6 separate regions of the Mus musculus genome follow, and regions 2, 3, 4, 5 and 6 are each linked to region 1. The links are chromatin contacts, called in public Hi-C, HiChIP or PLAC-seq and promoter capture Hi-C maps. All regions are on one chromosome and are shown on one strand. Each heading gives the region's core, a stretch centred on a gene start, on an enhancer-like site or on the middle of the called end of the contact. The rest is flanking DNA. Distances are from core to core; before and after follow the strand shown. Region 1 holds the start of BC005537 (cDNA sequence BC005537). Region 2 overlaps Cmah (cytidine monophospho-N-acetylneuraminic acid hydroxylase). Region 3 overlaps Cmah (cytidine monophospho-N-acetylneuraminic acid hydroxylase). Region 4 overlaps Cmah (cytidine monophospho-N-acetylneuraminic acid hydroxylase). Region 5 overlaps Cmah (cytidine monophospho-N-acetylneuraminic acid hydroxylase). Region 6 has its middle 28 kb from the start of Gm22013.

What was found. Promoter capture Hi-C pulls out the DNA fragments that hold promoters and counts their contacts. Hi-C and Micro-C count contacts between places; a contact is called where the count stands out from the background. HiChIP or PLAC-seq counts read pairs in DNA pulled down with a chosen protein or histone mark.
Region 2: an H3K4me3 HiChIP or PLAC-seq map of the 230-238 cell line shows a contact between it and region 1, with 13 read pairs. The contact joins the enhancer-like site here to the promoter of BC005537 in region 1. A contact is called at or near these places in 2 of 39 promoter capture datasets (neutrophils and pre-B cells), 3 of 115 datasets of contacts at active chromatin or transcription factors (the 230-238 cell line, large pre-B cells and pro-B cells) and 1 of 9 other capture datasets (liver).
Region 3: a promoter capture Hi-C map of fetal liver shows a contact between it and region 1, with 5 times the contacts expected there. The contact joins the enhancer-like site here to the promoter of BC005537 in region 1. A contact is called at or near these places in 4 of 39 promoter capture datasets (the C10 cell line, fetal liver, pre-B cells and 1 more), 2 of 484 Hi-C or Micro-C datasets (CD4 T cells and regulatory T cells), 7 of 115 datasets of contacts at active chromatin or transcription factors (the 230-238 cell line, CD8 T cells, effector CD8 T cells and 4 more) and 2 of 9 other capture datasets (adipose tissue and liver).
Region 4: a contact with region 1 is called in an H3K4me3 HiChIP or PLAC-seq map of the 230-238 cell line, with 22 read pairs. The contact joins the enhancer-like site here to the promoter of BC005537 in region 1. A contact is called at or near these places in 5 of 39 promoter capture datasets (hematopoietic stem and progenitor cells, hippocampal neurons, liver and 1 more), 2 of 484 Hi-C or Micro-C datasets (B cells and CD8 T cells), 8 of 115 datasets of contacts at active chromatin or transcription factors (the 230-238 cell line, CD8 T cells, the SCID.adh cell line and 4 more) and 1 of 9 other capture datasets (liver).
Region 5: an H3K27ac HiChIP or PLAC-seq map of regulatory T cells shows a contact between it and region 1, with 6 times the contacts expected there. The contact joins the enhancer-like site here to the promoter of BC005537 in region 1. A contact is called at or near these places in 2 of 39 promoter capture datasets (hippocampal neurons and liver), 11 of 115 datasets of contacts at active chromatin or transcription factors (CD8 T cells, the SCID.adh cell line, bone marrow-derived dendritic cells and 7 more) and 1 of 9 other capture datasets (liver).
Region 6: a Hi-C map of B cells shows a contact between it and region 1, with 13 read pairs. The contact joins the enhancer-like site here to the promoter of BC005537 in region 1. A contact is called at or near these places in 11 of 39 promoter capture datasets (the C10 cell line, HPC-7-derived erythroid cells, fetal liver and 7 more), 1 of 484 Hi-C or Micro-C datasets (B cells), 9 of 115 datasets of contacts at active chromatin or transcription factors (the 230-238 cell line, DN3 thymocytes, the HPC-7 cell line and 6 more) and 3 of 9 other capture datasets (adipose tissue, liver and pancreatic islet).

Annotation. Positions count from the first base shown.
Region 1 is chr13:24,799,756-24,804,838 of GRCm38.p6, forward strand. BC005537 (cDNA sequence BC005537) reads left to right here and starts at 1,902. Exons shown (of 5, transcript NM_024473.3): 1 at 1,902-3,754; 2 at 5,027-5,083. The coding sequence starts at 3,626.
Region 2 is chr13:24,396,508-24,401,590 of GRCm38.p6, forward strand. All of the region lies in intron 2 of Cmah (cytidine monophospho-N-acetylneuraminic acid hydroxylase), which reads left to right. Among named protein-coding and RNA genes, the nearest start is that of Gm11342, 23 kb to the left of the region's middle. Within about 2 kb of position 2,449, at least 23 of the 459 cell types and tissues checked have an H3K27ac peak or open chromatin away from gene starts, as enhancers often do. A contact at or near this core is called in the 230-238 cell line, pre-B cells and pro-B cells, where this site is marked.
Region 3 is chr13:24,416,810-24,421,892 of GRCm38.p6, forward strand. It overlaps Cmah (cytidine monophospho-N-acetylneuraminic acid hydroxylase), which reads left to right. Exons shown (of 17, transcript NM_001111110.2): 3 at 92-201; 4 at 415-615. The coding sequence starts at 191. Among named protein-coding and RNA genes, the nearest start is that of Gm11342, 43 kb to the left of the region's middle. Within about 2 kb of position 2,947, at least 31 of the 459 cell types and tissues checked have an H3K27ac peak or open chromatin away from gene starts, as enhancers often do. A contact at or near this core is called in CD8 T cells, fetal liver, memory CD8 T cells and 1 more, where this site is marked.
Region 4 is chr13:24,442,738-24,447,820 of GRCm38.p6, forward strand. All of the region lies in intron 11 of Cmah (cytidine monophospho-N-acetylneuraminic acid hydroxylase), which reads left to right. Among named protein-coding and RNA genes, the nearest start is that of Gm22013, 41 kb to the right of the region's middle. Within about 2 kb of position 2,109, at least 77 of the 459 cell types and tissues checked have an H3K27ac peak or open chromatin away from gene starts, as enhancers often do. A contact at or near this core is called in the 230-238 cell line, B cells, bone marrow-derived dendritic cells and 3 more, where this site is marked.
Region 5 is chr13:24,465,853-24,470,935 of GRCm38.p6, forward strand. Cmah (cytidine monophospho-N-acetylneuraminic acid hydroxylase) reads left to right here. Exons shown (of 17, transcript NM_001111110.2): 15 at 908-1,023; 16 at 2,695-2,791; 17 at 3,919-5,083. The coding sequence ends at 2,770. Among named protein-coding and RNA genes, the nearest start is that of Gm22013, 18 kb to the right of the region's middle. Within about 2 kb of position 2,114, at least 13 of the 459 cell types and tissues checked have an H3K27ac peak or open chromatin away from gene starts, as enhancers often do. A contact at or near this core is called in CD8 T cells and regulatory T cells, where this site is marked.
Region 6 is chr13:24,512,419-24,517,501 of GRCm38.p6, forward strand. It overlaps a transcript of Ripor2 not described here. Among named protein-coding and RNA genes, the nearest start is that of Gm22013, 28 kb to the left of the region's middle. Within about 2 kb of position 2,818, at least 32 of the 459 cell types and tissues checked have an H3K27ac peak or open chromatin away from gene starts, as enhancers often do. A contact at or near this core is called in the 230-238 cell line, B cells, the HPC-7 cell line and 3 more, where this site is marked.

The DNA.
Region 1 (5,083 bases), core at 652-3,151:
AGGATTTTATTTATTTTCTTTGGCTTATGGATAAAGGGTGATTGCAGCTAATAGATTTTGATTTCACGAAGTGAAAAGCAGCTATTTAGGAGACTGGACTTTTAAAAGTTTCGACCGAGTAGTCAGGAATGCAGCACCCAGGCTTTGTTCATGTGGAGTATCAACCTTCGCTGATTAATTATGTAACTTCGTTTTTATCACACCAGAGTCTCACAAACCGAATGAGCGCTCTTTGGGGTCAAGGACGGCGTGATTCAGCAGTAAACGTTCCAGTGTCCCATTTACCGTTGAGGATAGAGAGTCAGGAGAAGATGGGACGTAGGTCTGAGGTTCTCGGGGATCCCTGTTCACTGTGGTGGAGGAATCACACGTAGAGTTCGGCTGCCTCTTCCGATCCTAGCAACAACGCATACAAGGGCTTCTGTCGCTTAAAGCCCGAGGTCCGTTCGCCTTGGTGGTGCAGGAAGAGGGGTGAGGATAGAGGCGCATGGACTGAGGCTATACTCGTTGGGGTGCAAGCAAGCTTCATTCCGCTAACTCGAAATGATTTCTCCGTTGTTGCCAACTGGCCGACTTCTAGGGAATAATAAAATGACCCTAACCACCCTTCAGTCTTCCGGGTTTCTTCCTCACTCTGGCCCTTCCAACACCCATTTTTCCGCCCACTTCCCCGGCTTTGGCTTTTGAGCATCTCTGGAGCAGTGATTCTCAACCTCCCCATTGCTAAGATCCTTCAGTACTGTTCCTCATATTGTGCTGACTCCCAACCGTAAATTTCTGTTGCTACTTCTTAACTGTAATGTTGCTGCTGTTATGAATGTTAATGTTTTCCGATGGTCTTAGGCAACCTCTATAAAAGGATCATTGGATTCTCCCGTATGGGGTGCGACCCACAGGTTGAGAACCGCTGCTTTAACAGGACCCCCACCCTACCCCACCCCCTAAGTCCAACTACCGCTCCCCAGCATAGCCCAGGGTGGAGCTACTCTCTCCGCTTCGTCATGGAGGGCGTAGGGGGCGTGCTCTTATGACGTAAAAGGACGGGGCGGGGGAGACCTGGACAGCCTGACGGAGGGACAGAGGGGCGGAGGGAGTGGCGGGAGACCCTTGCCACGCCTTAGGACTTTCCATATTGATAAATAGGGGAAATGTGTGTTCTCAAACACCCCTAGGAAAAGAAGTATCTTACTGAAAGCCTAATTTCAAAGCTACTCACTATTTATACCGACTTTTATATGTCACACATTACTAGCTTTTCGGTTTTTCTGTCTCCATAACTGTGAAAACCTTCACGCTTCTTTTCCCGCCTCCCCCTTCAGTTTTTGCCACAGATGGTAGCGTCCGGGGCGCGCGCAGGCGTAGAGCGCTCGGGGCGGTGCCGCGGAGGGGCGGGTGACGCAGCAGCCGTCGCTGCCATTTTAAGTTGTTTGTTCTTGTTTCTTTTCCTCAAACGCGACTCAGCCCCGGACCCGGGAGGTTCCAGCGGCAGCCGCTGCTTCTGAAGCCACTCCGGTGCGGGGGGTGGGGGAACCGAGGCTGTGGCCCCGCGGACGCTCGACCTCCTCCTCCGTTGCGGCTCTCTCCCCCCATCCGTCGGGGCTCTCTCTTGGACTATCTTCCTGAACCGGACTGTTGGGCGAAGCAGGCCTCGGGAGCCGACGCTCGAACCGAGACAACTTTGCCGGGCTCACTCCGCGGACAGGCCGTAGCGCAGGGCTCCCCTCCTTCCCTCTTCCCTCCCGCGCGCTTTCCTCTTCCTCGCCGTCTCCCCCCTCCCCCTACCAACCCCGCGCCGCGTCCTTCCCTCCGTCGCCGCCCGGGGCGCCGAGCCCGACTATGGGGCCCAGGTGGGGGCTGAGTGGCGGCAGCAGCGCGCGTGGCCCGGCCACAGAGCGCAGCGCAGCGGGCATGGAGGGGCTCCGTCGGCCCGTCGTGTTCTCTTGACATGGCTCCCGCCCGCGCCACGAGCAGCGCCCCCGCCGCCGCCGCCGCCTCCTCCTCCGCAGCCGCCGCTCCGCCCGCAGGCTGCGGCTAGACGGCCCACCGACGGTCGGCCTGCGAGTCCCGCTCTCCTCTCCGCGGGGACCCCGCCCTGCCGCCTAGATCCCGGCCTCTCTGTCCCCTTGGGAAACCACCCAGCCGCCCCCACTCGGGAAACATGGGCTGTTGAACGGGAAAAGCGAATCTAGAACCCGGGAACTTCATTCCTTGCTTTTTTTTGGGGTGGGAGGGTGGGCTTCCTTTTAAGAAGTAATTATTATTAACACGATTATTCTCTTCTTTTCCCCTCCTCCCAACTGATCCTTCCTACTTAACTCTCTTCCCGCCTCCTCTACCCGGGCGGGAATTGTTTCCACATTGAAATGAGTGAGAACCCGAGTGATCCAGTGTCTCCCGTGGTGCGAGTGAGTCGCTGCCGCTGAAGGCCAGGGGTTGTGGGTGGGACCTGGGGGTCGAAGGCAGGTGATCCCCGGGCCCGGCCTGGGACGTGGGAGAACCCGCCACCTTAGCCTCAGCCATGCTCACACGAAGATAATCGAACTCCCTACCATCCCGAACTTGAACGGGGTCAAATTTATACGGAGGGCTCCCCGGGGAATGTAGAACCCACCGCAGGGCTAAGGGTGCTTGGATCCCGGGCATTAATCAGGGCTAATCACAGAGCCGGAATAACTATTAATACCGTTTAATAGACCCCCCTTTCCCTCTGCCATCATGGTTCTCCTTGGCAGCAGCGTTCGCAGCCGCCTGAGGGTGAAAACGTGGGTGATGGGGAAGTTGGTAATGACTCCGCTGTTTTTTCTCATGACTCCTTTGGGCAACAGCTGTCCACCCCCGGTATACACTGTAGTTGATTGCAGGGAAACCCTGTACCTCTCCCCTTCTTTCTCTGCTGATTTTGCACTTTTCTCTTTGCTCACCACCAAGTGTAATCAATAGCAAAGCACTGACAGTTCATAGCAGTAGTGAAATCTGAAATAACTAAGAATTAATCAGGTACTACAGCCATGGATCTGGCTGGGTAAAATCCAACTGGGGATTTCAGTTTCATTCACCTACCCTGTTTTGGTGGTTTTCAGTTTTTGGGTTTTTTGTTTTGGGGGGGGTATTTTTTTTTTCCCTGTATTTGGGAAGCAACATCACAATTTTCCCTCCCTTTTCTCAATTTCTTAATCCCTTTTCTGAAAAGGGACTATGCGAATGGGTTTCAAGGATTGGACCGGTGTCAGCTGTGTTTTACTGCGCACCTAAATCCTGATGATCGGTTTTTCATTTTCCCCTCAATGGCTTTTATTTTGGCAGTTTAGCCACATGTGTTTTCCAGAAAGTTAGTTCCAAGTTTTTTTCTCCTCTTTCTTTCCTTCCCCTTCACCTTCCCCATCTAACCCCCAAACATTATTGTCCAAACATGACTGGACAGCAACTTTTGTTTCTTGACCCTGTGGTATGACAGTCTGCTAATATTGTTAGAAGGTGCAGTTTGGGGGTTACAGTTGTGATTTAGCTATTCAATCATATTAGCAGGAAAAAAAATGACTTGTTTCTGTTGTACTTGAGTCTTAAGAAAAAGTGCCCATAGTTTAGTGACAATTTCCAAAGGCTTTAGTACCACCTGTATTTCAAAATGGGGGACCCAAACTCCCGGAAGAAACAAGCTCTGAACAGACTACGTGCTCAGCTTAGAAAGAAAAAAGAATCTCTAGCTGACCAGTTTGACTTCAAGATGTACATTGCCTTTGTGTTCAAGGAGAAGGTAATTTAAAGTTCTTACTGTGAATTAGTACAAGTGGGTTTGTAAGTGTGTATTATTTGATACTTCAGTGTTTTATAAATATTAGGTTTAAGAGTGTTTGGAGTAAGACTACTGCTTTTTACTGCTGGGGTTAGTCTGTGAATAGAGACCTTAGAGAAAATGGAGGGCTCATCATATTGACTGAAATAATTCTAAGGGCTTAGTAGAATACACTTTTAGTTGACATTGGACTGTATAACTGAAACTTTTATGTAGAACAAAAGGGAACTTTAGTAAAGTTACATAGGATGTCTCCATGTAGGTGACATTTCTTAAGATATAGTTAATGAAGGAATACATTTAAACTTCAGAAGCAGCTAAAAACTGAAATGGTAAATTTTTGTTTAGAATTGCTATTTTTTTAACGTTAAAAATCAAGAGGATGTTGGGTGTGTGTTTATGATCTAGTTCCATAGTTAAATATTAGATGAATTTGAGTGAAAGGCAAACAGAATTCAATGAAAGCAGTATTGTTTTGCAATTCAAGATGGACATTTGTCAGTAGGGCTGTTTGACATAAGATTGGGTTATGAATAAAAGAAGTGCAAACTTTGACTTTTGCACTGAAAGTGGTCTGCCTCTAATGAGAAATGTAATCTTAGCATGCAATCTGTTTAGTACTTTTTGTAACTTTCCATGCTTGTTGCCCCAATCTTAAGGTTTGTACTTGAGAACCTTCACCTGTTAGAGTAAGCTCATGGCAGAGTGGTCCCTGTTAGAGTAAGCTCATGGCAGAGTGGTCCCTGTTAGAGTAAGCTCATGGCAAAGTGGTTCCAGAGAAGTTTTTATATTGGAGTATTTTGAAGATGTTATTTTCACATTTTCTGTTTTTTGTGTGTGTGCTTGTTTTTTAACATGATGGCAAAATTGTTAAGATGGATTAGTGTTGTGATGTAGGTTCTCGGAATACAAGCTCTAAGTGATGACACTAGATAGATTTTTCCATAAGATGCATTCTATAGTGTTATGCTTTGTAGTATAGAGTTAGATTGGTCATGAACACTTAAATAACTTGGAGACACAATTTGTTTTTTACCTTTTATTAAACATTGGTAATTGTAGTCAGATAATATCCAGAAATATTGACTATCATTGAACTTGACTCCATTTCAAGAATAAAATTGTTAATTTGTTTGAATATTTGCATGTTTTAAACTCGTGAGATTTTTATTGCCTGTAGAACCAGTTAAATCAAGTTATATCAACAGTGTATCACTGAATTTTTTCTTTTAGAAGAAAAAGTCAGCACTTTTTGAAGTGTCTGAGGTTATACCAGTCATGACAAATAAT
Region 2 (5,083 bases), core at 1,199-3,698, 400 kb before region 1:
ACACAACTGTTGTGAAGATACCCTTGGGTGGCATCAGGTTTAAATCGTAGGTTCCTGAGAAGATTCTGTGGGAATCACCTGTGTGGGCTATTAGTTGCAATGGTCACCCAACTGTTTATTAAAATCCTTTTGTGCGTCAGGCTGCGGAGGAACCATGAAGACTCATGTATACATATGTCTGACAGTTTTCTATGGAATAGAGAAATCGATAAACAGCAGAGCTAAAAACCAAACGATAACTTTGGATATGTCCCACGAAGGAAAAGGTCATGGTACTGTGAGAGGGTCATGCTTGTAGTGAATTTCCCCTTCTCTGCGAAGTCTTCCTTGATGAGAATTGACTTGGGGCTGAGAGGTAAGGAAGCTAAATATGTGCACAGGAGGCAGAGAGTATTCCAGGCACATGGCTATATTTTGAGGAAATGAATGAAGACTACATGTCATTAAGAGCAAGACTGTAGATTAAAATGAACTGAAGGGGGCAGGTAATGTACCCCAGTAGGTAAAGGCGCTGGCTGCTAGCTTGGTGGTCCTGAGCTTGAGCCACATGGTAAAAGAGAGTGTTGGCTCTCAAAAGTTGTCCTCTGAGCTCCACATGCGTGTCATAACATGTATTTGCACATGGACACACATATTATCACACAAACAGTATAATGATAAATAAAAGCAGCTGGAGGAAGTAATAGGATTTTCATGGGCCTTTTGGTGACGTTCATGGGTAACTTGCTGGCATAAGAGGAATTGAAGCATGGACAGCCATTGTCTGATGTGTTTGAGCAAAAGATAGATGATCTAATCAGACAATAATCTGAGTGGGAAGTCAGCAAGCCCATCTGCCTTGAGTCTTCTTGTTCTGTCTGCACACATTCCTTTCTCCTGACTTTTAGCACAGTATCTCTTGTAAAACACAGGTCTTAGGATCTACTCTCAGGCAAGACAAGTCAACAAATGTCTTCATGGCTAGCTCTAAGACAGAAAGGTAAGGGGAAGATTTGAATACTGTTTTCAATGGTGTGGTTTGCTTGGGGAAATAAGGCTCGGGTTTCTTCTACGGCTTACCTGAAAATGAGTGGTCAGGAGCCCAAGAGCTTGCTGTCTATAGAGAATGAGGTGGACAGATAGTGTGGCTGAGGGGAGATCAGAGAGAAATACAGAAGCTGTGAAGTTCTCTCTCTCTCTCTCTCTCTCTCTCTCTCTCTCTCTCTCATTCTCTCTCTTTCTCCCTCTCTCGGTATGTCTCTGTGTGGGTATGGGTGGTCAGGGATGTACCCACTCAGAGGCCAGAAGAAGGCATCAGGTATCGTCCTCTATGTTCACAGCCTATTTCTTTGAGGCAGGGTCTCTCCTTGAATCTAGGGCTCCTGTCTTCTTAGTTAGGCTGGGAGCCAGCAAGTACCAGCAAACCTCCTGCCTTTGCCCCATTCAGAGCAGGGGTTAACTGACACATGTGCGATGCCCAGCTTGTTAAATGCGTGCTGGGATCTTCAGCCCTTATGATTGTGCAGTAAGCTCTCTTAACCCCTAAGCCATCTCTCTAGTCCCCGCTTTTCATCCTTGAGAGGCTAAGGAGATGAAGATTAATCCTCCAAGACAACTTCTGAGTGGGTAGACATTGTGTTGTCCTCCTTAGGGTATCACTTCCCCCACTGCCAAACTGTGATACATCTTAAGGTCACAATTGCTTCCATCACCTGAGTTCCTTTTGTAATTGTTTTAGTGTAGTACTTTAAAGCTCAGCAAATTTTGAGGGAAGTCTTGAATAAAATTAGAAAACTTATATTCCTCATTTAAATAACCCAGGAAATATATACTTAATGTCTTGGGGAAATTTATTCCAAAACAGGCAAACAGGTCAACTGAGAGAATACAACAAAAGCAAAATGAATTTTTGTGTCTTCTGACACAATCTGATACAAACGCAACTGTAGGTTCTAACTCAAAATAGCAGAATCAGTCAGGAGATTAAAACAGACCAAAATCGGCAGCTTGGAGATGCTTGTGATTAATCCCTTGTTTTCAGTGAGTTTTGGACCTTGTTTATAGACATTGTTAGGTTCACTTGAGTCTATTTTAAGCATAAATAAATTTGACATGCAAAGTAACGGGTTTCCTTTTGGCATCTTCATGCGTATAGTTTGTTCTCATTTGCTTTCTCGACCCAGTGTCTGCACCCTGGGGCCCACTTCTTCCTCCAGATGGTTGCCCTCCTTCTCCCAAGAGTCCATCTTCTGCTTTCAGATCATGCACATGTTTCTAAACACACTGAATATGTGCCATCCTTTTTGTGGAATTTAAGAAGCTAAGAGCAAAGCTCAACTTGAGTTTTCCTCTCTTCCTCCCTTGATACCTCTTCCTTCCTTCTCATGATCCCCTTTATACTTTAACATACACACACAAACACAACCTTTTGGTTTCATGCCCTCTTTATACGGCATGATGAACCCAGGAAATCGTACCACCATACCTGAAGTGGCTTCTTCCTTCAAAGTTCCCTCAAGGGGACTGCAGGGTGACTTTCAGTAAAACTGCTTGCTGTCTCTCTCTCTCTCTCTCTTTTTTTAAAATTTTTGCTTCAGTCACCCTTATGTTGTTAAAAAAAAAAACCATAAAGAGCATCTCTAGCAGCCAAGAAAAGTCAGTATCAGAATCCAGAGCAGCATTTGAGAGGCCTCTGTATACATCAGGAGCACTCTGAGACACAAAGTAACTTCTCAGGACTGTGTAATTACCATCCTGGACTGTTTTCCTTTCCTTTGCTTATCTTATAGTCCTGTCCTATCTATTTTAGTAAGTCTATACAATAATAAAATCTTGTTCTATCATATGGAAGTTATGCAAAGATTTTTCTTTCTCTACCTGAGAACGGTGGTGCAGACCTTTAATTCCAGCTACTCAGGACGTTATGACGAGAAGATTGCTAACTCGAGGAAACCGTGCCGTGGGCAACCGCTTGAGCTCCTATATCAATACTAAAAGTAAAAAATCAACAGTGGCAGAGGACTTACCAGCACACGGAGCCCTCAGTTCAACATCTAGTACCACAAAAATGTATCTTTATTTCCTCTTTAGTTTTTCCTAGCAAAAGATTCATTCTCTATCACTAACTGGCCTTTTTTTTTTTTTTTACAATTATTATGATTTTTTTAAGTAATTTTGTGTACAGTGTCTCAGGCTGGCCTTGAACTACAAACTTCCTACTTTTGCTTTCTGAGTGCTGGGATTATGGATATATGCTACCAGGCCTTTCAGAAAACAAATTATGTTGCTTAATTATATTATTATTATTATTTAAATTGGCAACTTGAAACAAGACAAGATTATTTGGGACAGGACACACTAGTTTATCATAAAACCGTTTAGGTTTTTAAGTTACAGGAAGAATGCATTTAAAAACACATTTTATTTAAATTTACTTAATGTATTTACTCTTTATAATTACTTGTAGGCCTCCCAAGATATCATCATGTAACAGTCAAGACTTTATCTATCTATCTATCTATCTATCTATCTATCTATCTATCTATCTATCTATCTATCTATCTATTTATTTATTTTACCAGTATAAGCCCTTAGAGCTTGCTGTTCCTGAAGCAGAAAACACTGGCTATTCCACTGTTAAGTATGAAACAGATAAGTATGATCCGGATTGACTGCTAGCCTAGGCAAAACAGTTGTTATCAATAAAACAATTATGAGCATGGTATCAACTTTTGATGGCCTATTCAGAACTGTGTCTTCAAGACCCAGGATTCAAGATGCTGAAAGAACGGGGCAAATTGTAGTTTAATGGTGTAGAAAAACTTACTTCAATTTCAGTACACTTCTATATATGAATGTAGCAAAAAAAAAAAAAAAAAAAAAAAAAAAAAAAAAAAAAGCAATAATGCAAGGAAGGTTGAGTTCAGAAAAACATGGCCAGAAAAAAACATGATCAGAAAAATATGTAAGTAAATGCCAGAAAGCACATACTAAATATTAACAGAGCAGCCCGTTCCCAGAACTGCCTCAGGACAGACTGATGTAAACACAATTGCCTGGTGTGTATCTTCCCAGGTATAATCTGGGAAAGCAAGGCAGAAGGCCATATCCGGATTCAGAGTACACTGACCAGATTGGGTTCTATAGCTATGTTCTCATATTTAACAAGAATGAACCTCTCTTATACAGTAAATGTAAATGCTTGTCACAGGAGGCACAAAATCATGTTCAAGGACAATCCAGGGGACAAAATGCACCTGAGGTAAAAGGCCATCTCCCTTTTTTCCTGGAGCTTTTCTCACAGTCCCCCAAGGCATTGTTTATCATGGGTCCCTTCGATGTTTGATCTGACAGTAGGCAGGGTGCGGGGTTGGGAATATGTACACTACACATAGTGTATAGGTGCCCAAAGAGGCCAGAAAAAGGGGTACAATCACCTGGAGTTACAGCCATTGTGAGCTACCAGAGGTGAGAGCTGGGAACAAAACTCAGGTCATCTGGAAGAGCAGGAGTCACATCTAACTGTCACATCTAACTGTTGAAAGGTCTCTCTAGTTGGCAACTAAAAAAAATCTTTACTTTTCTTTCAGCAACAAACTTAAATTATCATATTTCCAAAACTATGCTCACATAGCTAAGAATGGTAGCTTTGATCCCAAACAGGTAAATCTCTAAGGAACAGTCAGTGATACCTAGAGAGACCCTGTCTCAATAAAACCAGAAATAAAAATTTATATATAAAATATAAAATAGAAATAAATTGGAAAATTGTATAAACACACATATATTTAAATCATGTGAATTAAAGGGCATTTGTGCTAAATTTACACTTTAGTGGGTGCTGATTTATCTATAAGCTAATTTGGAACTATACAAACAATATGCAATCATAAGCACACAGGCAGATATGATATACGATACGTACCTGTACACATACATAAGAATAGTCAAAGCCCCAAGATTTCATAGCTTCACTTAGAATCATCATTTGCTAATTTTCAGAAAGTTAAACCCGTGGCGATGTGACTGCTTCCTTCAGGGACCTAGGCAATCAATCTTTAATCGCAAATGTATTCCTTCAAACATAGGTCTTTTTGCAAAAGAA
Region 3 (5,083 bases), core at 1,697-4,196, 380 kb before region 1:
GACCCGGGCTTTTAAAAGAGGTCGGGGAGGGGGCGCAGGGGAGGAAACTACCAACGGAAATAGTGAATTTGGGTAAACATTCACTCTTCAGGCAGTCTAAAGTCATCCTCGCCATCCTCGCCTTCCTGGTGTGATTCGCAGAAGTAGAAAGAACACCAGCAGCTGCTTTGAAATACCCTGGAGCTGGCAGATGATGGACAGGCAAGTGAGAAAGGGCTCGGCTCTGTATGAAAGCAGAGCGCACATTTGCATGGATTTTAAAAGGTGGGGAGAAAGGGTAGTCACTATTGGGGGCCTCTGAGCCCGGGTTGTGGGAGATGCTTCAGACATTTTCAGCTGTCTTTTCAGAATGTGTATTCTTTCAAACCCAACCGGGTGCATGCTCCTCTGGTAATGCCTGTCTCTTCCTAGCAGGAAACAGACAGCTGAGACCCTGCTGACCCTGTCTCCTGCTGAAGTTGCCAACCTCAAGGAAGGGATCAATTTTTTTCGAAATAAGACTACTGGGAAAGAGTACATTTTATACAAGGAGAAGGACCATCTAAAGGCATGCAAGAACCTCTGCAAGCACCAGGGAGGCCTGTTCATGAAAGACATCGAGGATTTAGATGGAAGGTACCGTGGCTCCTTTGCTCTCTTGCCAGTGACCCTGTTTGCAGTTAGAGTTGACAGGAAGGCTTCTCACCCGGGACATTTTAAATGACCCAGTCAGCAAATTGCTTCTAAGTTTTCCTCTTGTTTCATTGGAACAGTTTCCTGACTTCAAAATTATGTTTTGCTTAGATTTGCTTTCTCTTCTCTCTTTCTAAGAACTCTAAGTTAGCTTGATGGTCCTAGCTATTGGGGTGTTTGGGTTGCAGGGGTAGGAGCACACATATGAGGTATTGCATTCATCAAAGATTCAATTCTTCTAGAAGTCCTTCTTCCAGGACATGCAAGCACATTAGCACACACACACTCACAAACACACACACACACTCTCTCACACATACACACACAGACACTCACATACATTCACACTCACACACACATTCTCACATCCACATCCACACACTCTCACATCCACACACTCACACATACACACACACACACACACACACACACACACACACACACACACACACACACACCAGTGAGAGACAAACAGACAGAGAATGCTTTCCAAACGTTGCTAAAAAGCTGGTAGATTTTTTTTGTTTTTCTGTCAGCCTAGCTACACTTAGAAAAGAGACAGAGTCCCAGCTGTCTCCCCTACACAATGGTGGGGTTCTGATTGGTTTTTTCTAAGAGCCTATGCCTTTGCCAGCCTTCATCCCCATAGAGAACGTCTGTCCTCTGGACAGCAGCAATGTTAGGACAGAGTTGTTTGGCTTTGGAGAACTATCTGGCACATCTCAAGAGAATTCTTGGGCATCTGCTGTGTCAGCACTATTTACCTCATAAATGCTGGACCCTACCCTTTAAAAGCCTGCCCTGGTCTACTTGAGTTGAATCCTTAGGTGTTGGGCCTTGTCATTACTTTGTGTGATCAATCTTACCTGTGGCCTTGTGTGGATAGCTCAGTAACAGAGAGAGCTGAGGAGTTCTCCAAGAATACCCCACTATCATTATGCAGAGGACAATCCCAAAGTCTAGAATATTCTCACAACTACCCATAGACTTGTTTGATTACAGATACAGTTCCTCATCCTAGTCGACTTTCCACTGTGACTCTCTGTTACACCTATAGCCAAAACTGCAGATAATACTCAATTTGGGTTGTTGGCGTCTTCCTAGGGAATAGGGCAGGGGGCCTCACCTCCTTCATCTCTGACACATCCTTGCAGGACTCGGGGGAGATAGAGGTTTTGTTCTCCTGCTGATTATCTTTGGGAGATATTGAATTTCCTGTCTTGCCATATGTAGCTAACCACTGAGGGAGATGTTAAAGCGAAGTGGGCTCTCTCCTCCTTGCCTGCCTGCCTGCCTGCCTTCCTACTCTCAGCTCTGGAGTAATCTGGAACAAGCTCGTCATCTTTCTCAGCCTCAGTCTGCTCACTTGGAAAGTGAATAGATTGCCAGGATTCCGAGAGAGTAAAACATTTGCTGTTGAAGCATGGGAGCCATGTTCAGATCCAGAGCATTAATGTAAAAGGCCAGGCACTGTGGTGTGCGCCTACAATGCTAACCTCTGGAGAGGCAGACACAGCAGGATCCCTGGGCTGCCTGGCCAGCCAGTCTAGCTTAATATCAGTGAGCTTCAGGTTCAGAGAGAGATACTGTCTCTCAGAGCAAATGAAAGAAATGAAGAAGGAGTAACTGCCGATGACAGACATGTTGGGATAAAGGAGATTGTGCTACTTGCTCTTCTAGTTCTAGTTGTGTCATGGATGTTTTGGCTTGGGTAGTGGATAACTGCATATAGTATATTCAGTACTGAAAGTGTCAAATTTAAAGGGATGTTTCATGTTCCATTCTGAATGTCAGTTCTAACTATATATACGTTTATTAAGTTGAACAAACTTTGGGTCTAGATAATTTTGGTGTATGGTGTTTTCTATTTATTTGCAAGCTGCTTTTTTAAAAAAATATAATAATAAGGATTATTGAAAATAAATTTCAAAAAGAGAAAAAAGTAAATGGAAAAGAAATTGAGAAAAACTCCCAGTAGTGACTTTTCACTCACACACATGCATATACACATTCTCACACACACAAAGAAGACCCACTCACTCAAAACCTACAAAAAGCGTTTGAAAGAATATCACCATAGTATATGATAAGCATCCAACTGATGTTCACTGCTGTTATTATTTATGTGGGGCCATCAACTGCCTGTGGTCTGTACACAGATTATTTGAAGAAGTGATGATTTTTATGTTGTTTGCTCACCTAAATATGGTAAGTTCCACACCACAGATTAACCATTCTTGTCTTCCGCAAAGCCTTAGTGTGGTTAATCTTAGTTTTTGTTTGCCAGCAGCTTAGCTCTGGTGTCGGGGATTGGGGGTGGGGTGAGAGGTGGAGGCTGGATGTTGACAGAAGATAACTTTCTGAATACCACTCCACCCTCCGCCTTATGCTTTCAGAGTCTCTCACTGAAGCTGGACCTCACTAATTAGGATAGATAGGTAGGAACCCTCCGGATCCTTCTGTCTCAACATCCCCAGTGCCGATTCTAGGTACATGCTGCCACTTCGAGCGAGCGTTTTACAGGAATTCCGGGGTTCAGACACTGATTCTCATGCCTGCATGACAAGCCACTGAGCCATCCCCCAGCCTACAAACCTCTTCTCTTTGCTGCCCTCACAGGGAAGCTGGGTACTCTCGGCTTTATTCTCTGTGGAGCGCACCACACAGTAGTTAACCTGCATGCCTGTGGAGGCTCCCATTTGCCTCTCTACCTGCCGTTCTTTTCTGGAGCCTCTGTACCCTTGCCAATCGAAGAGCATCTTTCTCAGGGTACAGTTAAGCATAGTCCATTCCTTCCTGCCATCCAGTGTCCTTCCTGACACATAACCAGGATCTTAGAAACTGTCCATCTCATGTCCTTAAGTCTAATGCTCTCATAGCTTCTGTGTGAGGAGCTGAGGTCCTTCTTGTGCCCACCCCTTCCACCTCTCTCTTATCTCCTATTCTTTTCCCATACCCTCCTGTCTCCTGCCCCTCTCTCTTCTCCTGTCCTACTCCTGTCCCTTTCCAGTGCCCTCCGATCAAGCTGGCACACAACCATACTTGGTTCTTTCTTGGGTTCTAGAATATTCTATAGTTCCATCTGGAATGCCTCATCCTGATTTTTAGAGGTTGTTTCCCACTAGTTCCTGAGAAAGGAGGCACTACAAAGTAATTCTTCATGAATCAAACCGTGGACTATGTTTTCTTGCCGCCCTAGAAAGGACGTTTAAAAATTCTGGATACAACAAAGCCGGGATATGGCAGCATGATATGTTTTCTAAGTTTTCTTCCTTCCTTCCTTCCTTCCTTCCTTCCATCCTTCCTTCCTTCCTTCCTTCCTTCCTTCCTTCCTTCCTTCCTTCATTCCTTCCTTCCGTTTTTTAAATTTTAAATGATGCTTCTGGTAAGAGCCATTTCTTGGTTTAAAAAAATTCCTTCCCTCTTGAAACAAAACCAACAACAAACAAATTTATAAAGATAAGAACAGAAATGGTTTGTACCCTACTTCTGAATGAGCAACCTAAGGTGTACCCTATTTTCAACTAACCCCCCCTCCCCAGATCTGGTAAGCTTCATTTTCTGGGGAAGTGAAAGGGAGCCTGACGTAGTAGCTCACGCCCATAAGCCCAGGGCTTAGGAAACCGAGGCAGGGCTTCTCTTTGTCTGGGACCAGTTTGGGCTACAAAATAAAATTCTGACTGAAAAACAGAACAGGGCCTGGAGCAGTGAGTCGTGAATGGTGGTGCATACCTAGAAATGAAGAGCTGAGAAACAGCAGGGAGACGAGGAGGCCATGGTCAGCCTCAGCTACATATAAGGTCAGGGCTAGCCTGAGCTACATGAGATCCTTCTTCGAAAAAGCTGAAGAGAGCAAGAAGGAATGAAAATAGGAAGGAAGGAAGGAAGGAAGGAAGGAAGGAAGGAAGGAAGGAAGGAAGGAAAGAAGGAAGTTAGTTCAAGCAAATATCAAAAATTATACAGTACCTCCTTTAAAGTCTCCTGTTGGACATAGTCTGAGTCTTATTCTGAAATGGAGTTACGTTAATAAACAGAAATGTAGAACATACACCTAAATACTTACTGATAAAAAGAGAATTTTAGTGCATGTTGTATATAACGTGGGAGATGTGCATTTGAAAATATACTCACTCTTAGCGGGGTATGATGGCACATGCCTTTGATCCCAGTATTCAGGGGGCAGAGTTCTGTGAGTTCAAAGCCAACCTGGTCTACGAAGAGAGTTCCTGGACAGCCAGTGCTACACAGAGAAATCTTGTCTTGAAAAAAGTCAGAAGGAAGGAAGGAAGGAAGGAAGGAAGGAAGGAAGGAAGGAAGAAAAGAAAGAAAGAAAGAAAGAAAGAAAGAAAGAAAGAAAGAAAGAAAGAAAGAAAGAAAGGAAGAAAAGAAGGAAGGAAGGAAGGAAGAAAGA
Region 4 (5,083 bases), core at 859-3,358, 360 kb before region 1:
GACCCGTTTCCTCAACTCTAATCCTTGAGCTGGAATCTGGGAAGAGCCAGTAATTCCAGGGAAGAGGCAGGTGCTGGAGTAGCAAAGAAAGTCCTTGGCTCAGAGTCCAAAATGCTTTTGATATTTTAACAACTGGTATATCTAACTAGACAAATACTAATTTTGTCCCTAAGGAATTGTTAAAGGGGGTGGTAAAGAAAAGAACTTGCCAGCATTCACAACTGTCACATCTAACAATGTAGGGACACCCAAGAAGGGGATAGAGGGCTTTTAGTCTTTATCCACCTCAAAATAGAAAAATAGAAGCACCCCCAAACACTGCCATGGATGTAACCCAGTGCACAGCTCAGAGGCAGGCAGTGTAACATAGCAGGGAAGTGGACGATTCAGGCTTTAGACTGCTTAAAGTTTAGAAATATGTTGTACCAACAGGGGAACCCAAGGCTGATATCAACCTGAACTCTAAATGTCTGTGATCAGGACACAATAGAAGAAGTAGCCAACTATCATTGTTATTTTCTTGAGACAAGCTCTTCCTATGTAGTTTAAGCTAGCTTTAAGCTCATTATCTGTCTCCCTCAAGCTCTCCAGTATTAGGACTGCAAAACTGTACTACCAAACCCAGCTTTAAAAGTTATTTCACAGAGTCTAGGTCATAAACAGCTATAAAATGCCTCAGACAATGTCAAATTTGGAAGGTTTCCCGGAAATATGTATTTTTTTCTTTTCTCACTTCCTTTCTTCTTGTGACTCCTTACCATATTTAGGGGGATCACTGAAAGCAAATTTTCTGGAAACAATAATTGTAGGATCATGGAAATGACTGTATCACAGCTCAGTAGTGGGATTGTAGACATATCCTCTGATAGTTTGTATAAGGAGGCATTAAATCATATTCCCTGTTCAGCCTCAAACGGTTAATGCAAGCCCACTTTCCCCATAGGCAAACTGAGCTCTGCACAGTGAACCATTGGGCAGTAGCATACACTGAGCAAACTGTATGACCTATGACCTCAGGACCCTGAAAAGTAAACAATCGCAGAAAATAGAAACAAAATGACAGCTTGACAGAATAACCCTTCAGTGATGCTGAGGTTTTAACTTTGTGTTTACTTGATTATTTGGGAATGGTATCCTGTGATGAAGTCCAGGCTAGCTTCAAACTCAAGATGCTTCTGGCTCAGCCCCAAATGCTAGGATTATGAGCACGTGCCACTATGCCACACCCTATGCTTCTGTTTTCTCAAAACCATAGTCTCTCTCTCTCTCTCTCTCTCTCTCTCTCTCTCTCTCTCTCTCTCTCTCTCTCTCTCCCTCTCTCCCTCTCCCTCTCTCTCTCTCTCTCCTCAAGACAGTCAAAGAGTGGTGTTGAATGCTGGTGAGAACAGGACACATTGCTGGGGTAAGGGTGGAGCAGGGTAGAGCAGGGGTGGGGTCGAAATCGAGGAAGATCAGAATAAGCAGGAGAACCTTCTGAGCTGGAAGGTTTTGTTTCCTTTAGTTCTTTCCTTTTCACTTGCCAAGTCCCCAGGTGACTGCTTCAGTCACAAGGCTGCCTCCATGAAACCCCAGGAGAGGGGAAAGAAGCCTTCTCTCAGGTCAGAAGGACTTTGATTTCAAGAGAGTAGAGAGAATCCTGTTGCTCTTTCTCTTCTTCCCTCAACTCGCTCCACCTACCTTCCCTGTTTGCTCTTTGGGAGACAGGGTCTGCTGCAGTATCCCGGTCCAGCCTTGAACTTGCAGCAGTTCTTGCCCCAGCTTTCCGAAGACGCAGAAAGGCCGTGAGTCTTGCTCTGTTGCTGTTTTTCTTTCTCTAATGCTTGGCCCCAAAGTAAATGGAATTCTTAGAAAGAAAGTACTCATCCAGTCAGGGAAGCCAAAGCCCTGGCTTCTCAGTAGATTATTTTCTACTGATGGATCATTTGACATTGATAGAGAGTAGACACTTGGGAGGCAAGAAAGTACTGGGGAATGTTTCAGGGAGAGTTATGGCTTATGAAAATGAGCCAGAAGAGCAAGTAAACTCTGGAGCTCGGCAACTGGCTGTACTTTGTGACCATAAGCAGGAGACGGAGACTCTGCAACTGAAGTACAAGAGAGAGCACAGCTTAAGCCCCATACTGGTGACCTGTGTGACCCCATGCTGGTGATTTGGCAATTGTGGAACAGAGCTAAAAGAGGAACTGAAATGAAAACCGCAGCCTGAAGATAGCATTTTTGAACTTGTAGCATAAACATGACCTGCTTTTAATATTTATTAAAACGAAAGTATAAACTGCCACAAATAGAAACAACACCCAGAGTATCATAAAATAGTTTTCTAAGGAAAAAGATAAGATCAAAAACTAAGTATAAAGAAAACCAGGAAAACATTGCCATGTCACGAGGGGAAGCACAATATATAGTAGATCCAAAATGACACAGATGCTAGAATTATTAGGGAAAAAAATCAAACATCTATAAAAGTTATGTTTCAATAAGTAATGGCAAAATCCTTTGACTGTAAAGACAGAAAGAAAGCTACTCACACAGAGAGAAGATAGAAGAACTAAATGGAAAATTTACATTCAAACTACACAGTCTACAAGGGCAAACACCTGGATGTGTTTCAAGGGCCTGCTGGGATTGAGAACAGCAAGAGGAAGTGAACTTAAAGATAGAGCAACAGAAGCCATGAAACCTATAAACAGGAAGAAAAAGACTGGGACAAACAAGAACAGGGGACCCGTGGGACAACGGCAAATGTCAGGTATCCATGAAGAAGAGGTAAAGGCCACGCATGTAAACAAGAGGAAGAGTGGGTGGATGGAACTAAACTTAATAAAGGTCAGAAACTTAGATGCTAGAAGCACAGTAAGGCCCCAAACAATATAAACTTGAATCAAAAGAAGCCTGGACCCATCAGAACAAAATTACCAAAACATAAAGACACAGCAATATCAAATTACCTTGGTTTTTTGTTTGTTTGTTTGCTTGCTTGCTTGTTTTTATCAGAGGAAACAATTCAAATAACTGGGCTTCTAATCAGAAACAGTGATGGCTGGAAGTTAGTGGAATTTTAAATGTGTTTACAAGACAAAACAATTGCATCTAGATCCAGGAAAGAGGTATTGGGGCAGAGAGGAAAGCAGACATTCTCAGATGAGAGGGCTCTGGGGATCACTGCCTTAGAAAAACTCATGGGATGTTCTTCGATTAAAGAGGCGTGGTTGTGAGGGAGAACAGAAATGAAAATATCTTGACATATTTAGTGGACAGCTTTTTCATTAGGTTTTTTAATTTGAAAGATGATGTAACACCGAGACAACTATCAGTATGGAGAGATGTTATAGATTAAACTGTGTCTGTTCAAAATTTTTATATTAAAACACTGAGCCCTGAGTAGTTCAGAAATAGAGCTTGCTTGAAGGTAGGGCCTATACAAAAGGAATCTAGTTAAAATGATTTCATGAGGGCAGACCTTGTACTTAAGAGTTGGCCAGTGTCCTTAAAACAAGGCACAATTTGGGCACAGAGACACATGAAGGAAAGATGATATGAGGAGACAAAGGTGAGGTGGCTCAGGAATGGTCATGGTCAGAGTCCGAGCTCAGCATGCAGGAGGCACGGGTCCTGCTGTACAGCGAATTTGACCTTCTAGCTTCTGCAGTGATAAACAAAACAGCATTCCTATTTTACTTCTGTTCTCTAAGCACCTCCAGCGTGGCAATTAGAGCAAAGTGATTCAAGATTCACACATGATGTAATCCAAGTAGATTGTGAGAAACTAGTGTAGATCGTGTAGAATGTTATAACATTATAATCCCCAGAGCAGCTAGTTTATAAGGGAGGTGATTGACCAAAAAGATTTAACAGGCAGACTAAATAGAATACCAAAAGACTTGCAAGTAACTTAAAAGAAGCCAAAGTGGGAATCAGGAAACAGAGGAATACAGATAAGTGACAGACATAACTCAAGAGATACCGATAATTGTATTAAATATGAATGATTGAGTAGCCCAGAGCAGTCCCTTTTCAGCGCCCCACTCAAGCTTCTATGATTTCATGGCCCACAGAAAGTAGAGATAGAATAGAAAAGGTAGCTTCTTTTAAAAAATAAGAAAATTAAACTACTAGATGATAGAGATCGTCATGGATAAAGGAAGGCAGACTCTGTGGTTACACACACACACACACACACACACACACACACACACACACACACACACATCCATTTCAAACATAAGCACAGAGATAAATGGCTACAAAAAGTTACTGCTGAAGAAGAAAGGATCGGCTGATGCCAGATGAATGTAGGCTTCAGAACAGGGTGTGAGAAACATAGTAATGTCAGTTCACTCAGGAGACAGAAGAGTCTGCTGTGTGTGTGCCTGACATCAGATCTGTAAACACACTGATAGAACTGAAGGGGGAAATGGAAACCCACAGCTGCAGTTGGAGGCTTCGGGATTCTTCTTTCAATGTTTGGAAGACCAAGAATTCAAAGCGTCGGGGAAGACACAGACATCCCCTGTGGGTCTGATTGACATTCATAAGGAACTCAGCCCAGGGTACCAGAACAGACACTTTTTCAAAGTGATATTAAACATCCACAAAGAGACCGTATCCTGGGTCCCACAGCAAACCTTAACAGCGTTGTTAAGTCAGAAGTCACACTCTGCATGTTCTGTGATCTTACTGGAATTATGCTAGAGGTCAAAGGAACTGCTCTGTCTGCAATTCTTAGAAAGCAAACAGTGTCTTGGTGCTCCCTGGGCCCAGGAGGAAGTCTCAAGGAGAGCTGGTAAACATTTTGCTGTGTGTAACAAACGAAAGTGTAATTTCATGATTTGTGGGATATAAGCAAGGCGCAGTAGTACATACCTATACCTCAGCCTCCAGAGAGGCCGAGGCAGGGGAAATCCTTCAACCCAAGGTCAGCCTAGGCAGCTTTAGTCAGACAGAGTCTGTAAAAAGAGAAAAGTATAACAGAGAAGAGAGAATGTGTACAAGGCCCTGGGTTCAATCGCTAGCAGTCGAAGCTTTTTAAAATGACTTGGGATATAATCTATGCTCCTCTGTAAAAGGGTCTGGGGCTGAAGCC
Region 5 (5,083 bases), core at 864-3,363, 330 kb before region 1:
GAGGAATTAGAAAACAAAGTCACAGAAATGGAGGTTTGTTTCTAAGCCCGGCCAAGCTGGACCTTATCTTCACAGTGTTGCAGTTTTACACAGACCATGAGACCAAGCCGGTACATGCACACGTTCACCTAAGTTGTCAGAACCATACAGACTCTCTTTGTACAAGGCAAATTCCTCCTGGACACCAGGACCTCAGGTTATCCGTTCCCTCGGCACCGGAGAACAGAGGAAATCTTAGTAGTCTGGCAATAGCGGAGTCTCATCTCCATCTCTAAGGGTGAGAGTCTCTGGAGAGGGAGTTAGTCAATGTGGACATGTTTCATGTGACTCCAGTTTCCGGCGAGTCCCTTGGCGTGACCACGTGATGTCCGGGTGGTGTGGTGGGGATTCCCTAATGACTTTAACCTCCTGATTTAAGGCAACCATGCTTTTTGGCAGGCTGGACACACACACACACACACACACTTGCTGCCATGAACACAGAGGCAGGTGGCAGGTCACCTGCTGCTTTTGGCAATAGTATCATTTATTGACCACCTAGTGTATAACCTCATGTTTCTGGTCATAGAATTACTTGTTTTCCCTACAGTCCTATGAGGAATATCACCTTTAATCTCCATTTTATAGATGAAGAAACTGAGGCAGTAGTTATAAGCTCGACCCTGGATTTGAGCTGTGGATTTGCCCAGCTTCTCATCTGCACCCTGCTTTCCCGCCACTCTGTCCCAGTGGCTCTTGGCTCCCTCCTTCTGTTCTCAGCCTGTGACCTGCCTCCAGGAGACTTCTCCCCTTCTCTCTTTCACTCTGCACTCCTGTCAGCGTGGTAGCTACTTTTTCTAAGGATAGGAGGGAATGGACTCCCAAACCTTGCCAGGGCCCCCTGAGAGCTGCTGTGTTTCCATTTCAGATCCATAGCCGGGTGGATGTCATCAGGTACGTGGTGAAGAACGGCCTGCTGTGGGATGATCTGTATATTGGATTCCAGACCCGATTGCTGCGGGACCCTGATATATACCATCATCTGTAAGCCTATCCTGAGAATGCTTGAGGCCACGGGGCTGTGTGTGGGGAGGGGCATGGGGCACAGGGGGTTATACAGGGAAGTGTAGTCACTGGCTGACCGTGCTCCCCAAGTTAGCAGAGATATGGGGCTCCATCTTTTTTTTTTCCTCTGTGTTTTTGACAACATATCATCCTGTTGCCCAGGCTAACTCCTGACAATCTCTACTTCATCGTCTCTCATAGGCTGGGTTTACATCATATCTGGCTCTCCTTTTTAACAAGAAACTTGAGCTCAGTGTTCTGTAGACTGGGGGTTTACAGGAATGGCCCACTGTATTTGTGCTTGCTTATACTCAGAAACTTCACATATTATTAAGATCATATTTGGGATCTGAGAAAGATTTCTATCTTTACATGCACAAGGTCAGTGAAAAGAATGTAGTCTTACCATCACTACTGGCTCTCTGAAAAGATGAAGACATTTAATTTTGAAAAGTCCTATTATGTAAAATGTCTGGGCTGCAGAGATGGTTCGGCAGGAACGGGTTCTGTTGTTAAGCCTGCTGACCGGAATTCAGTTCCAGTGGGACATACAGTGGAGGGAAAGAGATGACTACTGAACGTTGTTCTCTGACCACTACATGCACACCAGGCACACATGCATGCATTCTCACACACATAGAAACACACACAAAATAAACTAATTAGAGTAGAATTTTTAAAAAAATTAGAACGTCTAAGTAAAGCCCTCTAGCGAGTGCATTGAAATATTCGTTTACATTTTTTTAAACTTATTTCTTTTAAAATTTTGGTTTCCTTTGTTTGGTTGGGTTGGTTGAGACAGGCCTTCGTTCTATACCCCAGATCAGCCTGGAACTCATTTCAGAACCTAAGCTGTCCCCAAACCTCCCATGATCCTCCCTGGCTCAGCTTCCAAAATACTGAGATAACAGGTGTGAGCTACCACACGCAGCCCCCACCCCTTAGTGTCTTAAAATTGTATTTTAAAATATAAAGAACGTAGGAGTATGTGTCGTCTGTTATAGCCCTTATGGTTTCAGTTGCCCCTCCTGTGAAACCTGTCTGTTTCCTGCCTCTCCCTCTGCCCTCTCTCAGGATGACTCTTGATAAAGGGCTGTGTCTTCCTGGCCTATATCTCTGCATACCCACACTTCTGTGGATATAACGTCTTCAAAAACTTGTCACCTATTGCTGGGGGTGGGGGCAGATGATACCACAGTGTCTCAGTGCCACACAAGTATAGACAATCTGCTTCTTACCATTTGAAACAGTGGTTGGATGAGTCATGTCTGCATCTCTTGGCAAGTCCCCCATGCTTTCCTGAGTTCTTGTGTGTGCCATTTCTGGGGCTAGTTCAGCCAGGCCATTCTTCAGGGAGCAGGTTCACCTTCCTACATCTAAGGGGGTGTGGTCACCTTCACTAACACTCCAACATGATGCTTTTGTGCATCTTGTATGAGGGTAACTTTCACTAATGGGAACTCCGTAAAGTGGGCTCACCACAAACAGACAGATAGCTGTCCTGTTTTAAGGGTCTCAAAAATTCAGTTACTGAAACAGCAGAGCAAGACTGTCCTCTGGGGAGAGCTGAGACCAGGCACCAAAGAATTCCTGGCCAAGCAAGAGGCTTTGACATTCAATGTTCATGTCTCTTTGCTTTGTTTCTTGCAGGTTTTGGAATCATTTTCAGATAAAACTCCCTCTAACACCACCCAACTGGAAGTCGTTCCTAATGCACTGTGATTAGTCTGGACCTGGTAAGTCCCAGGTAAGCACCGTGTGGGACTGGTAGACACCTAGCCATGTATCGTATGGCTTTCGCTCTGTCACCTGAATTACAGGAAATGTGACTTCCAAGGGATCATGAAAGAGAGATTGCATGAAAACACTTAAGGCATAAGAATAAACATATAAAGGTATAGAGGTATAAACTAGTGAGCTCACCTGCTCAGAGTCCACAGGCTGCTTGAAAGGGTTGAGGTGACACAGTCTACAAAGGAAAACAGATGCTGTTTTGGAGAGAAATCCTGAGTACAAAAGGAGAGAGAACAATAAAACCGGGAAAGAAAATTGCTAAAAGCAATGGCTGAGACGGAGCCTGAGATCAGCTTTTGTGGCACAAGTCAGATTTGCCCTTCCCATAGCTAAGCATAGAGTCTTGTTAGCTGTGCTACAAAGCTTGCTCCAACCTACATGTGATCAAAAAGGCCACATGCTGTGGAAACGGTAATTTTCTTGACCCATGCATTTATATTCATTTATCCCACCAGTGCCCACCCTCTGTATTTATTATGTGTTAATACTTGCCTCTGCAGTACAGTGGCAGGACTACAGAGATGACTTAGTTGGGAAAGTGTTTGTCATATGCGTATGGGAACCCAAGTTACTCCTCAGCATCCATACAGAAAGGCAGGCTTGGTGGAGCATGTTTGTCATTCCAGTGCTAAGAAGAGGAAGACAGGCAGATCTCTGGGGCTTGCTGGCCAGCCAGCCTATCCTAACCAGTGGGTTCCAGCCAATGAGATCCAGTCTCAAAACAAGGTGGCCATCTCTTAAGGAAGACACACCTGAACGGACCTCTGACACATGCACAAGTTCATGTATATACATATAAAGTAGACAGTTTTGTATAATCGCCTTGATGCACAGTGCCACAGCCCCACTGCATAATTTTGTACGTGATACACACTCAAGGGAGTAAAGAACACATTTCATAACTGTGAGAAAGTAACGGACAAAATCAACCGAAGAAAGGAAGGGTTTGTCTTAGCTCACAGTTGGGCAAACAGACAGTGTTGGGGAAGGCAGGTCAGAAGCAGTGACTGGCTGCCCCAGTCATCCCAATGAGAAATGAATGTTTGTTCTTTGCTCACTTGCTCTTTCTATTCAATCTAGGACCCCAGCCCAGAGGATGGTGCCTGAACATTCAAGATGGGTCTCCCCTGCTTCGATAAACCTTTCTGGAAACACTTTCATAGACACAGCCATAACTACCATTATTCATTGGCAGTGTCTTTTATTCAGAGATGGCAAACAATGCCCCCAAATCAAGAATTTGCTCTTAAATCTTGAACACAGCAGCAGTTTATACCAAAGAAGACAAGTTTCTCTCAGCAATGGGCAAACACTACATTTAAGGGATGTTCACATATGTGCCTGGTGTGCATTGTCGCATAGACGGACTCAGAACTACTTTTATCGGGGCTGGTGTTGTGGCTTGGTAGTATAGCATGTGCTTAGAGCATATGAGGCCCTGGGTTCCAACACACACACACACACACACACACACACACACACACACACACACCTGTATAACCCTAAATTCATCCCATGTACACTCTTGTGCAAGGAGAACCAAGGAAAGCCAAGAATGAGCTCTGCATGGGAGATAAAGCCTAACAGAAGGAAAAGTGAGTGTCAGCACAGTAGGAACAGGAAAGGAAGGCTACCAGACTCCAGCAGCAAAAAAGAAGAAAGCTAGAGAAGACATGTGGGCTGGGAGGAAGGTGGGGAGACTAGAAGAAAATGGGAATGAGAAGATGCTGCCGGTAGAGAGAAGAATGTAAAAATGGCTCTTGTGTTCTTTGATAGATCCGTACCCCAGGCAGCTGCAGGACAATGTTTTCAGCTTTTCAGAGAGCTCTTGGCACCATCTACTTCCCATCTCACTAGAACCGAAATGACTTTGATTCTGTTGTGAAATGTGTCAATTAATGAAGCCCGGGGGTCCTAAGAGTCTTACACGCGTTCGCCACCGGCCAGGAAAGACGCAACAAACCGGAATCTTCTGCGGCAAAAGCTTTATTGCTTACATCTTCAGGAGCAAGAGAGAGAATGGTGAAACCCCGTCCCTTTTAAGGAGAATTATCCTCCGCCTAGAACGTGTCGCTCCCTGATTGGCTGCAGCCCATTGGCCGAGTTGTCGTCATGGGGAAGGCAGAGCACATGGAGTGGAGAACTACCCTTGGCACACGTGCAGATTATTTGTTTACCATTTAGAACACAGGATGTCAGCGCCATCTTGTAACGGTGAATGTGAGGGCGGCTCCCCACATAAGAG
Region 6 (5,083 bases), core at 1,568-4,067, 290 kb before region 1:
GCCTGGCAAGGCTAGAGATGCAATGCCCAGAGGACATCTCTACTTGCTCTCTGGTATGAAAAGGAAGTTGTCTGCTATTTTTAAGATGGGAGACGCCGTCTTCAGGATGAGATACACAGTTCTCCTCTTTCCACAGCAGCACCTGCTTTTGCATTGCATGAGAAGGTAGGAGGAGGCTGTAAGCACACTGGTCAGAGCCCTGATCCACTCCCTGCTCTGACACTACGCCTCTGTAGGACATCAGCCAGGGGCCTCACCCACCTAACACAGTCAACTATGTTCTTTTGGCTACAGCTAGAACGAAGCTGGATGGCTAATTTTAATTTTCTTATTAACACCATCTGGAATCACCTAGGAAGAAAGTTCCCCAGATCAGGTGGGCTTGTCTTGGTGGGCAGTGTCTCTTGATTATCTTAATAGATGGTGGAAGACCTGCCCTGTAAGTCATCAGCACCATTGCCTAGGTCCACACCCTGGAGTGTAAGAGTAGAGAAAAGAACTAACTATGCGTGCATTCTCTGCTCTTAGCTGATGTGACTGTTTTAGGTTTCTGCTGCCTTGACGTCCCCACTATGACGGACTGTAACCTGGAATTGTGAACGCAGCAACCTTTTTCTCTTAAGCTTCCTTGTGTTGAGGTATTTTATCACAAGGCAGTCATGAAACTAAAACCTTTATCCATTTCTCTTCTGGTCAAGTCCTCTCCTGCCCCTGCTGGCTCTCATATCCACCCTCAGTCTTTCCATTCTTCCTCCTGCATGGGGTCAGCCTTGTTTTCCCCCCAGTTCTTGACACCAGTGTGGACCAGATGGTGTGGCCTAATGTGTCAACCTGAAAAAAGAAATAATTAAAACTTGCTATCTCTGTCCTTCATGTGTGAACTCACTGATTACAAAGCTGGAAGTCTTGCTTGGTTGCAGCGCCTCACTTTTCCTCATGTGAAAACTGAGGTAATTAATTAGTTAGTTAATTAGAGGCTCCACCTTCCACTCACTGGCAGAGTCCAAGAGCCCTCTGTTTTTCACTAGGGGTGGTCCTGTGAGCAGGTCAGGACCGGATAGTGTTGTCTGCCGCAGGTAACTATTCAGACCCTAAGAACAGCATGAGAAACACTGGCCACCAGTTTAAGTCATTTCAGAGCATCTAATTCTGAGGCCTGGGGTTTCTTTTAGTGTGAGGGGTGGGGTCCACTGAGGAAATAACGTGGTCACTCAGCAACTCAGGCTGGGCTCAGCTAGTGTTTCCTCCTTTCCTCAGAGAGCGATCTGTGTGATCTGAGAGCAGGTGGGAAGGCTCAATCTCTGTGGAGCCAGTTTACCAAGGTCTCTGGCTAAGCTACTTCTTGTGCCTTGGACCCACCACTTCCAAGATCTGCAAAGGCCCAACCCTCACATTGAGCAGGGACCCAGCTCGGTCCAACACTGCATCTGAGCTCATGGGATTTCAGTGCCCAAGAGTCCGTGCCTAATGTCCTTTTTGTAGCTTAACCAAGGATGTGGTGACCTACTTCCTTCACAACATATAACACGGAACCCTTTCTTCTGTGATATGTTGGAGGAAATGGATGCCACAGCACACTTGTCTATACTTTATTAGACCCTGGGCCCCAACTCTCCCCAGGTAAGCCTTCCTTTCCAACTTTGGGGTTATTTGCAATTTACTCTTGAACTCTGCCCCTTTGAGACCTAGAGCAGGCTGGAAGCTGCTTGTGTTCAGGGTCCTGATACTTCATGTCACTTCTCTGGGCTTCTGATGCCTTGTCAGTGCAGCCAAGCACATGGAGTAAGTCCTTGCATGAAGATAAAGCATGAAGAAATAGTTTGTCAGAGCTATTCAAATTCTTTTTAAACTTTCTACTTCAAAAATAAAATATGGGCTGGCAGGAGGGTCAGTGGTTAGAGATGCTTGCTGGCAAGCTTGACAACCTGAATTTGAACCCTGGGACCTGAGAGACTAGGTCTTAGTTAGTTACTATTGCTGAGATGCAACACCATGACCAAGGCAACTTACAGAAGAAAGTATTTCAATGGGGCTTACTTACAGTTTCAGAAAGTTAAGTCTATGGTCATCGTGGTGGGGAATGTAGCAGCAAGCAGGCAGGCAGGCATAGTATGGAAGCAGTAGCTAAGAGCTTACATCCTCATCAGCAAGCAGGAGGAAAAGAGAGTGAGACTGGACCTGTCTTGGGTTTCCTAAACCTTAAAGCCCACCCCCAGTGACATAACTCCTCCAACGGGCCACACCCTACGCCAGCAAGGCCATGTCTCCTAACAGTGTTCAAACATTCCCACTAACTGGGAACTGAGCATTCGACCATGAGACTATGGGACCATTCTCATTCAGACCACCACAGACTAGACATTTGATGCCTGATAGACAGACAGATAGGGAGAGGGGCCATGACTAAGACAGGTAAGTAATAAGGATAAGTCAACTTCCAAGATGGTGGCTTCTTCCTTGCCCTTCTGACCAGAGACCAAAGCCTGGCAGCTTAAAACCAAAGACTAGCAGGCTTTTTTTTTTCTCCAGCCAGTGAGATCAGCATGCTGAAGGACTGGTCAGACAAGTTCAAAGCCAGATGTTTACACCAAAGTTGTAGACCTCTCAGCTACCCTGTCATTTACCCTGACCATCCCTAGATTAGGAGAGGAGGGCCCATCAACTGATGCTTAAACCCGAGCCCCAGATGAGAGACTGCATCTGAGCCCCGCCCCCTCTCTGCATCTGAGCCCCGCCCCCTCTCTGTATCTGAGCCCCGCCCCCTCTGTTTGGCAGAGAGGTTTTTCCCTCTGTGTCTTGCTGTACCTGTGAGTTTCCTCCCCCCAATCAACGTCTTTCTTTAACCGCTGACTCTGCTACTCTGCTGTGTTTGCAATGTCTCTACCTCTATCTGCTGTGCTCAAGACTTTCCTGCCTTTTAATTCTTTATCTTGCAGAGAAAGTCAACCAGTTCAAGACTCCTGTCCCCTGAGGGAGAATCAACTTTTACAGATTGTCCTCTAACCTTCATCCATGCAGTGATACAAGCACACACACACTCATGCACACACTCACGTACACACACACACAAGCTGAAAGAAAAAGAGGAAGTGTCTAATGAAACTGCCCTCCTTAACTATGGTCTCCTGGAGATTCAAACCTTTGTTGGCTCCTGCCCCCTCTAGCCTTCAGCTGCTATTCTCTGGGTCTCAGCCTCTAGAGCTTCCTGCTTCCAGTCCTGACCTTTAACCTCTATCTCCCAGCTTCCTGCCCTCCAGTCTCAGCCTGCAATCTCTAGCTCCCAGCCTCTAGCCTCTTGGCTCTCGCCATCTTCATTTCAGAGGCAATCTTTTTCCATATCCTTAACACTTTCCTCTCTATATATTTTTTTCTATTTGAAATTGTCCAGGACCTTTTAAGATGAGGGCCACTGTTTTACAGGGAATGTTCACCAATTCGAAAATCACTGTGTGACAATTCATATTGTGGAATTCATACAAATGAGGTTTTGAGAAATATGCATATGTTTGGGTTTTTTTAACTTTAAAAAATGTAGCTGGGTAGTGATGGTGCACGCCTTTAATCCCAGCACTTGGGAGGCAGAGGCAGGCAGATTTCTGAGTTCAAGACCAGCCTGGTCTACAAAGTGAGTTCCAGAACAGCCAGGGCTACACAGAGAAACCCTGTCTCAGAAAAAAAAAAAAAAAAAAAGTAGAGCAAAAAGAGAAGACAAATGTACAGCAACCACCATAGGATAATGAGTGTTTATAGGATAATGAGTGTTTATAGGATAATGAGTGTTTGAGGGGTTCTGGCAATTCTCATTTTGAAGGAAAACCAAGGATTTATAGTGACTGCCTCGCTGGCTGCCATGCTGAACTTCCAAAGTCCTTCAGAACACTCATGCCTGCAATCTGCCTTCTGTCCTTTCTTTCTTCTTCTTCTTTTTCTTCTTTTCATTCCATTTTGGTTTGTTTTTATGAGACAAGGCCTAACTCTGTAGCGTTGGCTGGTCTGGCCCTTACTATGCAGCCTGGGTTGACCTAAATCTTAAGATAGTCCTCTTGCGTGAGTCTCTTGGACACCAGTATTAGACATGAACCTTTCACACCTAGCCCTGTGGTTGGTTTTCATTTGCTTAGCACAGATATTCTCTAGATCACCCATGTACATTATCATAAGCCTTACCAAGGGAAACCCAATCCTGTCTTCTCTGCATATTGTAGCTATGCAAATATCTAACAGAAGGACCCCCATCACCATGTCAATAAATGGAAGTAAAATAATGCCCCTCTTTTCTGCACACAGTAGCCTGAAATGAAAGCTTTTATGGGGTTCTGAGTGGTTTTGTTCAGTCTGTAACTTGTAAGTAACAATCATTTATAGAACTATCTTGCTGAGTAAAAGGCTTTCAAAAGTGGCTCCCTTGGGGCTGGAGAGATGGCTCGGCTGTTAAGAGCTCTGCTGGCTGCTCCTCCAGGACCAAGGTTTGACTCCCAACACCTATATGGCAGCTCAAACCATCTGTAATTCCAGTCCCAGAAGAGACAATGCTCTCTTCCACAGGCGCTATAAACGTGTGGTACACAGACCTGCATGCAGGCATAAATGGTTCATGTGTGGGCTGGGGATGTAACTGGTTCCTTTGGTAGAGTAGTTGTTAGCCTACTTATGTATAAGGTCTTGGGTTCGATCTCAGCACTGTATAAACATATTGGCTGGTATATGTCTATGATATAGCACACCAGGAAATTAAGGAAAAATCAGGCGTTAGATGTTATTCTCAGCTACATAGAGAATTCAAGGCCAGCCTGGTTACATGAAACAAACAAACAAACAAACAAACAAACTTGTTATAAACAAACAAACTTGTTATTTAGAAAAACCGAGCATCCCTGTGGCTTTTAATCCCACACAAGATGTCTACCCTTAACAATTTGTTTTCTGAACGCTGGCATTGAGGGCAAATGTAGCATCCTTTGGAAACCCAGAAGCCCATGGATTAAACCAACACCTCAAAACCCATCCCTGCTTCAGTCTCCTACAAGTCTGACTTTTGACCCCAAAGAAACACAGCTTCCCACGTGCCGGAACTCACTAAAGG